Linked DNA regions of Mus musculus: region 2 is linked to region 1. Evidence: chromatin contacts called from public HiChIP or PLAC-seq data. All regions are on one chromosome and are shown on one strand. Each heading gives the region's core, a stretch centred on a gene start, on an enhancer-like site or on the middle of the called end of the contact. The rest is flanking DNA. Distances are from core to core; before and after follow the strand shown. Region 1 has its middle 9.8 kb from the start of Gm22521. Region 2 has its middle 60 kb from the start of 4930449C09Rik.

Region 1 (2,588 bases), core at 42-2,541:
CAGAAGACTCATCTATACTCCTACAGAGGGACATGAAAACACTCTGCCATTCGGTGGTATTTCTGTCTAGTAGTCTCAGTCTGGAAATCTGCTCTCTAAAGAAATTTCAAAAGTAGTTTCTCTTGAAAAGTAATTAGGGAGCCAGATTTTTTAATGCTTTCCATTTATTTGTAGAAAGAGAGTGTTTTTTTAGTTTACTTACTTATTATTATTTTTCAAACGTGCTCATTCCCAGTTTCCTCTCTGTAAACATCTCATTCCATCTTCACTTTCCTTTGCCTCTAATAGGGTACTCTCCCACCCACCTACCCAATCCTGCCTCACCTCTTTAGCACCCTCCTTCGATGGTACAACAGGCCTCCAGAAGACCAAGCATCTCTGCTCCTGTTGATGCCAGATAAGGCAATCCTCTCCTACATATGTAGTGGGAGCCATGGACTTACCCATGTATACTCTTTGCTTGGCTTGGTCCCTGGAGAGACCAGTTAGTTGATACTGTTTTTTTCCCCCTATAGGGTTGCAGTCCCCTTCAGCTCCTTCAGTCCTTCCATAACTTTATTTCTTATACAGTATGTCTGAAATATTTCTTCCATTTGAGGTATTGATTAACTACTTTTCAACATGAAAAAAAAAAACCTTAAATTCCTTAGATGTCAATCTTCTAAAGGTAACTTAAACATCACAGGCGGGGAGAGTTAGTATATTACTGAAGGCAATGCACTGAAGTTGGGGCTCAAGATACCCAACAGAAATGACTGTTCTGTTCCTAGCATCGCTTCGGTTCTATATTTTCGTCAGCTTCTGTACCAGTTTCCTATCAGATTCTTTTGTTTTTGATGAAAGCCAGCTTTGAAATTTTGCCATCCCAAATTACTTGGATACTTAACTGATTACTGAGAGGCAGTCAAATGGAAGTTGGTAATCTGTGCCAAATTACGAAGACAGTGATCAGAACTAGGGACACTCTCAGAACAAGGATGCTCCAAAGATCCAAAGAGCCGAGTTACCTTTTCTAGAGCTAAGGGTTTGGATTGATCATTTTCAAATGACTGAAGAAATGCTTTGTTTAAAAAGAAAAAAAAAAAACAGTAAATTGAGCATAAAGGTAGAATTTAGGTGTCCTTGTGAAACAAGAGAGACACCTGCTTTGGGAAAAACTGGAGAAAGAACCTCAAAGTCATAGGGAGGTTTAGAGCAAATGCTGTTTGGCATAGAATGGATGTGGTGAGTACCAACAGGCATGCTCCTACCTGTGGAATACAGACTGCTTGGCCACTTGGTGGAGGTGTTGGAGAAGGTATTATGTATCACCATAGAGTTGAGCTCTGTGACCTGACAGTGCCTTTGAACTCTGAAATATTATAAGCCTACAAATTTAAATCTAGTCTATTCTGGCTGAGGAGCTTTGCAGGGTAAGGTGGAACTTTCAGTAAAAGAAAAACAAAATCCAAAGAAATGGTCTTTAATACCAAAAGACTAGAATCACTGAATGTTGTAGCTAACACAGAACTTACCAGAGGTCTCCTCAACTGCCCCTCACTCTAAAAATGCTCATGCACAGGCCTTGAGAGTTTAAATGACCTAAGCAAACTGACATCATGTGGGAGTTCAGATTTCAAATGAGAGTTGAGATAAATATACATATGTTCCACAGAACTCTTCCAGGAAACTCTATTTTAAGAGAGCTGTAATAATCCACTCTTCCAATATTTTGTTTACATATAAAGCACACTTGGCTCTTTTTGTTCAATTTGTCAATGATTCATGATAATCAAAGGGTTGAAAAGCTCATTGGAAATTGTCTTTACGTCCAATGATACCTTTACGTTTCTGAGAAAAGTTTAGGAGCTTGTGCAAGCTTGTTTTTTCTCCTTCTGTAACAAGACAGTCTAAGAAAAACAAACTTAGTGGGTGGGTGAAAATATTTGTTTGATTTATACTTCCAGGGTATAGTCCATAATTGAGTAAAGTCAGGGTAGAAACTGAAGCCATAGAGGAGTACTACTTACTGGTTAAGTCTCTGGCTTCCTCATCTGCCTAAGGATAGTGCCATTCACTGTACTGGATTTTCTCATTCTGATTATTAACCAAGACAATCTGTCACAGATAAAACAACAGACTCACTCACCTGATGCAAGGAAATTCTTCAGTTTCAGCGTTTCAAGGTGAATTTAAGTGCTATTAATAAAAATAATAAACAATAAACTAAACAGGACAGGAGTGGATCAGTAAATTAGCAAGATTTTTAGAATGGCTCCAGACAATCATTCCTAAATTTGCCTGGAAAGACAATTTGTAGGGTCCTTAGGGGGGATTGAAATGAGCTTGAAGAATCTGATTACAGGTAACAGTCATCCTCTCTTGGCATACAGCCAACCTAAAAGCCTTTGAATAACTTCCCATACTCACAATGGGGTAGAGGATGGAGGCTGTACCAGCGATTTCTCATTGTGAGAGCTTTGAGAAAAGTTCCTACCACAAGCACCTTTGTGGATTTGTAAAACAGCCAAAAGCAATCCAAATAACCGTGATGGGATAATCCTGGAAATATCTTTAAAACACCAACTTTGAAATAAATTGAGAAGATT
Region 2 (2,588 bases), core at 29-2,528, 860 kb before region 1:
GGATGGGCAAGATGGAGTAAATAGTCATGAACTCCAGGGGGCAGGGTGGTCAATGATGCTGATGCTTTGGCCGAAGGAATTTGATTGGTGGGACTCAAGCTCCCAAGAACCCAGCATGGTGTCTGCTTCCCACAGGGTTCTGGGTGGATTCACACAGCCTACTTGGGTATGGGGAACTCGGAGTTAGATCTTTGTCCACTGGAATCTCATTGCCAAATGCTTTAGGTGTCTCCGATCCCAGTGTGGCCCACATTCTTTGCTTCCGAGTAACTACAGAGCTCATTTGGACTATGTTAGGCCTTTTGGTGGGTTGGATGCTTACAGTAGAAGCAGCCTTATCCACTTTGCCTGGTGAATTTGCCTTTCTAAACCTAGCTCAGCTGCCGTCTACTCCAGAAGGTTCAAATTCCCAGTTCCCTGCTCTCCAGGCAACTTTGAAGACTCCTTTGCAGACTCATGCTTTGCAATCAGTAAATAATCTCTGTCCATCGTTTCTCTACTCCCACCCTAGGCACTGAGCTCTGTATACCCAGCACTGAGAAAACTCACAATCCAGGAAGAAACACAGAGGGACTTTTAAGAAGAGGAACAGTTTTGAGCAGAGGGGTTAAAATAATAGACCGGGAACATGGCTGGCGCCAGCCTTTTTAGCTTTCTTGATATATTTACCCCCTTTCTAGAAGCAACTACCTAATAACTCATTGTCCACAATAAGATAGCAATATGACAAGGCCAGCCCTATCTGATTGCTAGAAAATTTCAATTTCTGAGCGAATCGCCTCTGTATTCTCACACTACATACAGGCTAAACCAAACACTTACTTCCTCATTAATCTCTCTATCAGGGGGCTATGTCTCCTCCTTCACTTCACCTCACTCTCCTGGATCCCATCACCTGTTTTGGGTGTGAAAACCGTGATGTTTGGCGCGGGGCCTAAACTCTCGGTTAACCTCGTGTCAAATCACATGGTTTCAGACAACCCAGAGGTCGTTTGAAATTACAGTTGGAATGCATGGAAAATGAGTGACAGGAACAACTGAGAACCCTCCCCCCACAGTCTTCAACTACTCCCCACCCCTGCCCCCCTTTAAAAGCCGCTGCCGCCTCCTCAGAACAAAATTGGCTAGCTAGATATTCAGAAACCTGAGCTTTGCACAAGAGTGAGGTGTTGATTTGGACCATTCGGGGATGACAGCTGCTCTAAAGGAGTGGGGTGGGCCTGGAGGCCCCCAAGGCGATTTCTACAGTCTCCAGAGAGCTGCTGTTGGAGGGTCCTTGGGGGCTTACCCCCTTCTGTTTTGCACAATCTATCTTTAGAGAACTGCAAGTTCATTTCTCAGAAGGGCCTCAGGGCTGCGATGACTTCTAAACGGACAAACCACTTCCTGCAATCTTTAACTGAATTGAGGCTGGGGTGGGGGTGGGCTCGGGTGTGACCATTGGAGGGCGGCCTCCATTCACACTTGTCCAACCCTCTTGTCTTTCCACAAACCACTTCTGGCTAGGTCCCAAGAGAGATGGAGCCAAAAGTGGTCCTTGGAGTGGACCACATGTGAGGTCACAGGTTATTCAAGCTTATGTCCAGGGGTTAACTATCCAGAGGGACCGGAGAAGGGGCAGGGCCCTGACAGGAAAGCCTCATGCCACCTAGATACTCTAGATGCAATGAAAGGCAACATGGGCTAGTCGTCTTCTGCTCCTGTGGACACCTCCTTCTTGCAGCATGGTGTCAGGAAGCCGTTTCAGGAATTAGCACAAAGCCATGGCTTTCCATCTCCTTGTGGAATGGATACCAGGTATCATGATGAAGAGTCCCCAGAGGAACCTTATGAAGTTGACTCTGCCGAAAGACAGAGGCTAACTGGGCTTACTCAGATCTTGTTTCTAACACTTTGTCACTTCAAGAATGTGGTGGCTGGGTGTCATGTCTCTGGGCCCCAATAACTGATTGACATCAGTCACCATCCTAGAAGTTAGATACGGAGGCTTTAAAAGATGATGGTCCTGTGAGTCCCATTGCAGGGCTGGGCTGGATCAGATGCCAGGTCTTAGTGCTGCACCTGCCCTATCTAGGTCAGTGGTAGTAGTACTACCCCCACTAGAGCTGACCACCAAACAAGATGTTTTTGCCTTTCACCTATGTGGCTCTATCTCACACGGTTCTGGCTGCCTGTTCCTCCAGGATATGCAGTTAAATGTGAGGAACAACAATATGAACTAACCAGTACCCCCGGAGCTCTTGTCTCTAGCTGCATACGTAGCAGAAGATGGCCTAGTCGGCCATCATTGGGAAGAGAGACCCCTTGGTCTTGCAAAATTTATATGCCCCAGCACAGGGGCCAAGAAGTGGGAGTGGGTGGGTAAGGGAGTGGGAGGAAGGGTATGGGGGACTTTTGGGATAGCATATGAAATGTAAATGAAGAAAATACCTAATTAAAAAGATTTGGAAATGATAAAAAAAGGAAAAAATAATCACATGTATAATATAACAAACACATCTGTCTTGATGCTGCATGGGACATGCTTTTGCTGTGAAATTATTTTGGCTTATTTTAGATTCAAGGGATGGTAAGATGGGTCAGTAGGT

Evidence for each region. HiChIP or PLAC-seq counts read pairs in DNA pulled down with a chosen protein or histone mark.
Region 2: a contact with region 1 is called in a BATF HiChIP or PLAC-seq map of CD8 T cells, with 9 read pairs. The contact joins two enhancer-like sites. A contact is called at or near these places in 3 of 39 promoter capture datasets (3T3-L1-derived adipocytes, HPC-7-derived erythroid cells and liver), 4 of 15 datasets of contacts at CTCF or cohesin (CD8 T cells, the NIH/3T3 cell line, large pre-B cells and 1 more), 30 of 484 Hi-C or Micro-C datasets (the 63-12 cell line, the AML12 cell line, B cells and 18 more) and 10 of 115 datasets of contacts at active chromatin or transcription factors (the 230-238 cell line, CD8 T cells, T-cell acute lymphoblastic leukemia and 7 more).

Annotation. Positions count from the first base shown.
Region 1 is chr15:62,801,669-62,804,256 of GRCm38.p6, reverse strand. No RefSeq gene overlaps it. Among named protein-coding and RNA genes, the nearest start is that of Gm22521, 9.8 kb to the right of the region's middle. Within about 2 kb of position 1,291, at least 12 of the 459 cell types and tissues checked have an H3K27ac peak or open chromatin away from gene starts, as enhancers often do. A contact at or near this core is called in CD8 T cells, where this site is marked.
Region 2 is chr15:63,656,886-63,659,473 of GRCm38.p6, reverse strand. No RefSeq gene overlaps it. Among named protein-coding and RNA genes, the nearest start is that of 4930449C09Rik, 60 kb to the left of the region's middle. Within about 2 kb of position 1,278, at least 58 of the 459 cell types and tissues checked have an H3K27ac peak or open chromatin away from gene starts, as enhancers often do. A contact at or near this core is called in CD8 T cells, where this site is marked.